Linked DNA regions of Pan troglodytes: region 2 is linked to region 1. A link is a contact called in public HiChIP or PLAC-seq data. All regions are on one chromosome and are shown on one strand. The core of a region is the stretch at or near the end of the contact, and the rest is flanking DNA. Distances in the headings are between cores, read along the strand shown.

Region 1 (4,307 bases), core at 369-2,868:
GCTGAGGCAGGAGAATCACGTGAACCCGGGAGGCGGAGGTTGCAGTGAGCCGAGATCGCATCGCTGCACTCCAGCCTAGGTTACAGAGCAAGATTCCATCTCAAAAAAATAAAAAATCTAAAAAATTAAAAAATAAAGACAGCCCGGCCGGGCGCGGTGGCTCATGCCTGTAATCCCAGCTCTTTGGGAGGCCAAGGCGGGCGGATCACGAGGTCAGGAGGTTGAGACCATCCTGGCTAACATGGTGAAATTCCGTCTCTACTAAAAATACAAAAAAATTAGCCGGGCATGGTGGTGGGCACCTGTGGTCCCAGCTACTTGAGAGGCTGAGGCAGGAGAATGGCGTGAACCCAGGAGGCGGAGCTTGCAGTGAGCCAAGATTGCGCCACTGCACACTCCAGCCTGGGCGACAGAGCGAGACTCCGTCTGAAGAAAATAAAAAAATAAAAAATAAAAGCCCAGGCTGGAGGGCAGGGGCGCAATCATGGCTCACTGCAGCCTCAAACTCCCAGGCTCAAGTGATCCTTCTGCCTCAGCCTCCCAAGTAGCTGAGATCACAGTTGTGAGCCACCATGCCCCGCTTATTTTTATTTTTATTTATTTATTTATTTATTTTGAGACAGAGTCTCACTGTGTCGCCCAGGCTGGAGTGCAGTGGCGTGATCTCGGCTCACTGCAACCTCTGCCTCCTGGGTTCAAGCAGTTCTCCTGCCTCAGCCTCCTGAGTAGCTGGGATTACAGACATGTGCCACCACGCCCCACTAATTTTTGTATTTTTAGTAGAGCTAGGGTTTCACCATGTTGGTCAGGCTGATCTGGAATTCCTGACCTTGTGATCCACCTGCATCAGCCTCCCAAAGTGCTGGGATTACAGGCGTGAGCTACCGTGCCAGGCAATTTTTTTTTTTTTTTTATACAAACAGGGTCCTGCTATGTTGCCCAGGCTGGTCTCGAACTCCTGGGTTCAAGCAATCGATCCTCCCTCCTTGGCTTCCCAAAGTGCCGGGAATAAAGGTGTGAGCCATCGTGCCTGGCCTCGAAATCACTTTAAGTGGGATTTGGACACAGCATTAAGTAACTTTAAGTGGGATTTGGACATAGCATTAAGTAACACCGATGCTTGGAATGACCAAGTCATTCAAGTTATATTTTGTCTGCTATGTGTCTGTCTTTAAGGCCGAACATTGGACAATTTCCCCCTTTCAACAAAGGAGATGAGGCAAGGCTGTATCCAGCTAAACCTTAATAACCTTGTTTTGTTCTTGCTGAAGTGGCCAATTAAACGGGCTCCATAATTTCTTTGAATGTTTGGTAACGTCTTGGCCAAGGTTACCCAGCGATTTGGAGGCAGGCAGAGAAACAGAACTGGAACCCAAGTTCACGACCTCCCCAGACTCCCTTCAAATCCCTTCCAACCCGCGCCTGCGCAGTGAAACGCGTGGGCTCCACGTAACCACATCCTCCTCCCAGGCCGCTCCGCCCCAAGCTGGCGCCTGCGCCCTGGGTCCAATCGCTACAGTATCTCCGAGCCAGACGCCCGAGCTCCAAGCGGCGCTGGGTCCCTCAAACTGCGCCTGCGCATACAGCCTGGCATCCGCCTCTCTGCGCTTGCGCATCAGTTCTAGCACCACCTCCCCAACCACCGCCTGCGCACTGTCAATTCCTCAGTGCACCCACCGTCCCCATTTGGTTCCTCTTAACCCAGCTCACCTGGCTTCTTGGCATAATCCCGGGCCAGGAGTCTTCCGGAAGTGGCGGGGTTTAGGAGCTCCCAGGCCCCCCAGCCGGCCCACGTCCGGGTAGCCCCGAAAAGGCGTTTGGTCGCCATGACGTATTGCGGGCAGCTTGCAAGTGCACGTTTCCGGAAGACGTCAGTGGCCCAAGGGTGTTTGGGAGTTGTAGGCCCCGTGGAAGTGTAGGCCCTGTGGAGGTGTCTGGGAAATGCGGTCTCCCAAGCTTTCATAATCTATGGTGATTTCTTCAGACTTTTGTAGACATACACAGTTACTATAGGAGGAGGCGTTCAAGGGATATTTCATTGACTTCTTGCCCTTCTTCAATTACATAACATTTACTAAAAATATCACACTTTATATGTTCCTGATTCCATCCAATGAGTAATTATTCAAAGCTTTAAAGTTAAAAAAAGAAGATTAACAATGAGTCTAATATACTCCAGTAGGGCTGGAGTCTAATCACTGTTAATTTTTATAACATTATATTTTTAACATTATATATAACATATATAATACATATATAGTATGTTTTATATATAATATATAAATTAATAACATATATTTTATATATTCTTTTCCAGCTCTACTCCTGCTAAATCCTTAACCCGCTTGATCTAATTTAATCCTCACAATTAAGAGGTAGGTACTATTTTTTCCCCAGCTTATAATGAGGAAACTGAGTTCTCAGGGAGGTAAAGTTCCCAGGCCGACCCCAAATCCATGGTGCACCTATGTGTCTCCCTACTGTGAGCGAAACCGGAAGTCCGTCTTTAACAGGGTCTCCACGACGCTTCCGGTGCCTCAAGGTCCCAAGGAAACCACCTCTCACACTTCTTTAATATTTCCCAACCCCACTTCTCCCCATCTGCCATCCTTTGGAATAATGAACACAGCCCCCAGAGCCAGGCAGTGATTATTAACCCTATTTTGCAGGAGAACAAACAGGTCCTGGCGCCAGCCGAGGCAGTCTGCGGGCCGGGAAGTCTGGGATTCGAACTCCCCTCCAACACCTGCAGTTGTCCCAGCGCCCCCGCGTGGCGAGGCTGGGTGGGAGAACTACATTTCCCAGCAGGCCTCGCGAGGCCGCGCATGCTCAGTGGGCCAGGGCGCTGCGCGGATAGAGGAGCAGGCGCCGGGACCGGGAATCCCCGAGCTGCGCCTTCTGGGGGCCCGGCCCGGGCTATGTCGGGGCCGTCCGTGGGGAGCGGGGTCCTGGAGGCTGCGCGGGGCTGAGGCGGCCTCGATTTGGGAAGTGAGTGTCCTCGAGGTGCAGAGCGCGGTCTGAATCGGCGCTTGAGGTCTTCGGTCTGAGGGCGGACTAGGGTCTGGGCTTGGGGCTGGGTCCTGAAGTCGGGGTCTGAGTCTGGAGTCGATCTTGGGGTAGCATTGGAGATTTGGAGACTGGGGTCCGCCTTATGGCGTCTTGGGTCTCTGGTATTAAGTCCAGGGTCCTGGGTCTAAAGTTCTGGATGGAGGTATTGGGGGTTGAGGTCATGGGACTGGGGTCTTGGGTCTGGGGTCTTGGGGACCTGCCTCTGACCAGTCGGTAGAGTCAGGGTGTGAGGTCTGGGTCTCCAGCCTGGGTTCCGCGTCTCGAGGGAGGAGGACCTGGAAGAACCAGGGCTGGAGTGCACAGACTCCATTAGTTGAGAGAGGTCTGGGATGACACAGGGGCTCGGGAAGCCACTGCCTCACACCTCCCCATTCTGTGCCTCAGTTTCTTCATCTGTAAAATGGGAATCCTAACTTCCTCGCTAGGGTTAGTGGGGATTAAATTATGTGCCCTGTATGAACAGTACCCAGCTAGAGCCTAGCACCGGATAGGCACCCGGGAAACCTCAAGTTTTTTGTTTTTCGGGTTTGTTTGTTTTTTGTTTTTTGTTTTTTACGACAGGGCCTCACTCTGTCACCCAGGCTGGAGTGCAGTGGCACAATCAAGGCTCACTGCAGCCTCTGCCTCCCCTGGCTCAGGTGATCCTCCCACCTCAGCCTCCCAAGTAGCTGGGACTACAGCCTACACCATCACCCCTAGCTAGTTTTTTTTGTTTTTTGTTTTTTGTTTTTTGTTTTGAGACAGTCTCGTCTGTCGCCCAGCTTGGAGTGCAATGGCGCGATCTCAGCTCACTGCAACCTCCGCCTCCCGGGTTCAGGCGATTCTCCTGCCTCAGCCTCTTGAGTAGCTGGGATTACAGGTGCCTGCCACCACACCTGGCTAATTTTTTGTATTTTTAGTAGAGACGGAATTCCACCATGTTAGTCAGGCTGGTCTCAAACTCCTGACCCCATGATCTGCCCGCCTCGGCCTCACAAAGTGCTGGGAATTACAGGCATGAGCCACTGTGCCCGGCCTTAATTTTTTGTATTTTTTGTAGAGAGAGGGTCTTGCTATGTTGCCCAGGCTGATCTTGAACTCCTGGGTTCAGTCAGCCCTTCTGGGCCTCCCAAAATTCTGGGATTACAGGCATGAGCCACTGTACCCGGGCGAAACCTCAGTGCTGACTCTCTCTCTTTCAGCTGCCTGAAGATGCCGGCCTAAGCCTGGAGTCCAGGCATGGACTTCCCCACAATTTC
Region 2 (4,515 bases), core at 1,385-3,884, 210 kb before region 1:
GAGGCCTAATCTTGTCAGTGCTGATAAGGTTAACATGATCATTTTCCGCCTTTTTCTCTGTCCTCAGGAAGGCAGGTGGGGACTGTGAAGTAGGGCTGTGGGGTTCTTGGCAAAGGTGGGGGCCACTCTGGCCCTGCATTGTCAAGGCCAAGCCTCAGCTGAGGTTTTGCCCACATGTAGGTATGCCTGAGGTTTGGTTTGGCTGTCGCATTTGAATTGGGGCTGTAACTGACGCTGTTTCCAGCAGTCAGGGTAACGGATTACTGTGTTTCGAGAATCTCACTCTATCGCCCAGGATGGAGTGCAGTGTTGTGATCTCGGCTCACTATAGCCTCTGCCTCCGGGTTCAAGTGCTCAAGCAATTCTTGTGCTTCAGCCTCCCGAGTAGCTGTTATTACAGGCGCCTATCACCATGTCTGTGTAATTTTTGTATATTTAGGTGAGATGGGGTTTCACCATGTTGGCCAGGCTGGTCTCAAGCTCTTGACTGTAAGAGGTCAGCCCGCCTCAGCCTCCCAAAGTGCTGGGGTTGCAGGTGTGAGCCACCATACCGGGTCCTATTTTTTAGTAGTGCAAACGTTAAGATGGTATGTGGAAGCTGAATTTTTTTTTTTTTTGAGACAGAGTCTTTGCTCTGTCACCCAGGCTGGAGTGCAGTGGCTCAATCTTGGCTCACTGCAAGCTCCGCCTCCTGGGTTCACGCCATTCTCCTGCCTCAGCCTCCCAAGTAGCCGGGACTACAGGCACCCGCCACCACGCCCGACTAATTTTTTGTATTTATTAGTAGAGACAGGGTTTCACCGTGTTAGCCAGGATGGTCTTGATCTCCTGACCTCGTGATCTGCCCACCGTGGCCTCCCAAAATGCTGGAATTACAGGCGTTAGCCACCATGCCCTGCCACTTTTTTTTCTTTGAGACGGAGTCTCCCTCCGTCACTCCGGCTGTAGTATAGTGGCATGATCTCGGCTCGCTGCAACCTCCACCAATTCTCCTGCGCCAGCCTCCCGAGTAGCTGGGATTACAGGCATGTGCCACCAGGCCTGGCTAACTTTTGTATTTTTAGTACAGACAGGGTTTCACCATGTTGGGCAGGCTGGTCTCAAACTCCTACCTCAAGTGATCTGCCCGCCTTGGCTGCCCAAGCTGTTGGGATTACGGGCGTGAGTCACCACACCTGGCCAACCCATTGTACGTTGAAAATGTAAATAAAAAATATAAAGGCCGGCTTGTGGCTCACGTCTGTAATGAGAGGCCGAGGCCGGCGGATCACAGATATTGAGACCATCCTGGCCAACATGGTGAAACCCTGCGTCTACTAAAAATACAAAAATCAGCTGGGAGTGGTGGCGTGCACCTGTAGTCCCAGCTACTCGGGAGGCTGAGGCAGGAGAATCGCTTGAACCCAGGAGGCAGAGATTGCAGCGAGCCCAGATCTCACCACTGCGCTCCAGCCTGGACGATAGAAGGAGACTGTCTCAAAAAAAAAAAAAAAAAAAAGGCTGGGCAAGGTGGCTCATGCCTGTAATTCCTGCACTTTGGGAGGCCGAGGCGGGCGGATCAGGAGGTCAGGAGATCGAGACCATCCTGGCTAACACGGTGAAACCCTGTCTCTACTAATAAATACAAAAAATTAGCTGGGCGTGGTGACGGGCGCCTGTAGTCCCAGCTATTCGGGAGGCTGAGGCAGGAGAATGGCGTGAACCTGGGAGGTGGAGCTTGCAGTGAGCCGAGATTGTGCCAGTGTACTCCAGCCTGGGTGACAGAGCGAGACTCCGTCTCAAAATAATAAATGAATTTAGGCCAGGCGCAATGGCTCACGCCTGTAATCCCAGCACTTTGGAAAGCTGAGGTGCCGGATCACCTGAGCTTAGGAGTTCGAGACCAGCCTGGGCAACATGGTGAAACCCCGTCTCTACTAAAAATACAAAAATTAGCCGGGCGTGGTGATGGGCACCTGTAATCCCAGCTACTTGGGAGGCTGAGGCACGAGAATCGTTTGAACCCGGGAGGTGGAGGTTGCAGTGAGCTGGATACCGCCGCTGCACTCCTGCCTGGGTGACAGAGTGAGACCCTGTCTCAAAAAATAAAATTAAAAAAAAACAAACCTGATACCTCCCAGTGTTGTCAGTTGGCACATACTATGTCTCAATAAAATGCTTGCTGTTATCCTCTATTTTGAGACGAAGAGGGACCCTGTGAATGACAACCCCAGATTGACCTCATTTGCATTTTAAGTATTTAGAATGTGGGTAACAATTTTCAGTGGAGGAAACTGCCACATAGGGACTAAAGCAGTCCCAGGGTCCACTCCAGGAGCTGCCATGCGCGCTCAGCCACAGGTGAGCCATCCACTCGCCCAACCGGTGCTCCAGGAAGGCAGGAAGCGGGATGCAGGGCTTCAGCCTCGCTTCTCGCAGCTTCAGCACCAGGGTCAGAGGAGAGGCGGGCGGGGCGATGAAGGGACCGGAAGTCGGCCTTTTTTCCGTCCGCTTGACCAGCGTCGACTGCAGCCAATGAAATTAGGGATGGCGAGTGTTCAGCCAATGGTGAGGCTGCATCCGGGTGTGGGTGCCGAAAAGGCAGCTGGGGGCGGGACGTCGAGGTGCGGCACGAGCGGCGGGCGGACCGGCCAATAGGCGGCGGGGTTCGTTTCCCGGGGGTGGGCACTGGCGGGCGCGGTGACGTCGGCGCAGGCGCGTCGCGGCGGCAGGGGCGCGGGGCTTCTGGAGGAGGCGGCGTTGGCCAGCGCGGCGGCGCCGGCCGTAGGCTCCGGGCTGCGGAGGGTAAAGAGCGGGCTCGGGCCGAGGCTGGAGGGCTGGGTGGGGCCAGGGCGGCGCTTCGGGGGCCCGCGGAGGACGAGGGAGGGAGAGAATCTGAGGAGCTGGTAGGTTTGGGGACCCATCTGGGTGACCGGGCCGGGGAAAGGGCTCGGCCGGGCGTGCGAGGGGCGTAGCGGCCCCAGGGATGCTGGAGCGGAGCCTTAGGGATGGGCAAGGCCTTGGGGGCGGGGGGAGGTTCTGCAAAGGGAGCCACTGGGGTCTGCCTAGGGGCTTGTGCGGAGATTGCGGGCGAGAAGGGGCAGAGGACGGTGGAGGAGACTCAGATGGGGCCCTTTTTGGAGGCCCGTTTTGGGGGGTAGGGGAGACGGCGGTTGGGGGACTTTGATACATGGAGCGTGGAGGAAGAGGTTAATCTTGCGAGGACAGTGGAGGTCAGCGGGGGAGGGAGGCAAAGTGGGCTTTCAGGAGCGTGGAAGGCGTCGTCCGGTTCCTGGAAAATTCAGAATTGGAGGGAGTCAGAGATGGTTGGGGGTGGGCGGGGGTGTTCCATCGATGAGGGTCTTAAGAGACCTGCCGAGGGCAAGGACCAGCAGGGGTTAAGGTAGTAACTTGGGAATTTTGATCGGCATGGCAGCACTTTGGGAGGCCTGGGACGATCGCTTGAGCCTTGGAGTTCCAGGCTGCAGTGAGCCATGATTGCACCACTGCACTCCAGCCAGGGCGACAGAGCGAGACTCCTTCTCAAAACAACAACAACAACAACAACAAAAGAAGTAGACTTGAGAACTTCGTTAAGACATTGGCCAGGGAGTAAGGTAGCCCTGGGATTTGAGGTTGAGGAGAACGTGCAGGGATGGTGGGGGATTTTGGCTGAGCAGGTTGAGAGAAGTCTAGGAGTGAGAGGCAAAAAAAGACGCAGGCAGCGTCAGGGAAATCAGAATTATGTGTCTGGAGAGAGTTTTGCGGGGTAAAGGTGGCTCAGTGGGGCTGTTACCAACCTTTTGAGTGGTTATGGGGCTCTAAGAGGTGACATGACAGGACCCAGCCCAGTAAACACAGCACCTCTTTTTGTCGAGTTTGGAGCTTCAGAGTGGAGAGGTGGGAGGCTTGTGTTTGCTGGACAGGTCTGTCCATTAATCTAGGAGAAAAGGGTGGTGTCTCATTTCCTCACTTCTGTCTTTCCCTGTCTTCTCCAGGGTTGCCATTAGGGGACTCCTGAGGTCCTATCTCCAGGCTGCGGTGACTGCACTTTCCCTGGAGTGGAAGCTGCTGGAAGGCGGACCGGCCGCCATGTCCACGTTCAGGCAGGAGGACGTGGAGGACCATTATGAGATGGGGGAGGAGCTGGGCAGGTGAGCTGTCTGCCCGCACGGCTGGGCTCCAGGGATAGGAGAGAGGCGCTGTGGGGTTTTCTGAACAGCACCTCTCCTTTCCTGTTCTTTATCCTGTATGCCGAGAAGGAATGAGTCAGTATCATGCGGTGGGGGAACGAATTTGGGCCGTGGAGTCAGACAGCCCCGGCTGTGAATTCCTGCTTGGGAATCCTCTGTGTGTTTCCTGTGGGGAGAAAAGTAATTGAGCCGTTACAGCAGCCAAGACCGTGCCTGGCATGGGGCACCAGAGCAACAGATGCCAGCTGCTTTTGTTATTAAAAGATCTGTCTTCTGCCTGGGCAACATAGCAAGACTCCATCTCTACAAAAAATAAAAATGAAAAAAAATTAACCAGGTGTGG

The links. HiChIP or PLAC-seq counts read pairs in DNA pulled down with a chosen protein or histone mark.
Region 2: a contact with region 1 is called in an H3K4me3 HiChIP or PLAC-seq map of stem cell-derived excitatory neurons, with 3 times the contacts expected there. The contact joins the promoter of DAPK3 here to the promoter of APBA3 in region 1. A contact is called at or near these places in 1 of 7 Hi-C or Micro-C datasets (stem cell-derived neural progenitor cells) and 1 of 1 datasets of contacts at active chromatin or transcription factors (stem cell-derived excitatory neurons).

Annotation. Positions count from the first base shown.
Region 1 is chr20:6,103,453-6,107,759 of NHGRI_mPanTro3-v2.0_pri, reverse strand. It overlaps APBA3 (amyloid beta precursor protein binding family A member 3), which reads left to right and starts at 1,618. Exons shown (of 12, transcript XM_009434369.5): 1 at 1,618-1,971; 2 at 2,318-2,375; 3 at 2,670-2,988; 4 at 4,251-4,307. The coding sequence starts at 4,288. MRPL54 (mitochondrial ribosomal protein L54) reads right to left here and starts at 2,770. Exons shown (of 4, transcript XM_063800463.1): 1 at 2,658-2,770; 2 at 1,711-2,131. The coding sequence starts at 1,963.
Region 2 is chr20:6,315,851-6,320,365 of NHGRI_mPanTro3-v2.0_pri, reverse strand. It overlaps DAPK3 (death associated protein kinase 3), which reads left to right and starts at 2,634. Exons shown (of 9, transcript NM_001246574.1): 1 at 2,634-2,784; 2 at 3,978-4,133. The coding sequence starts at 4,072.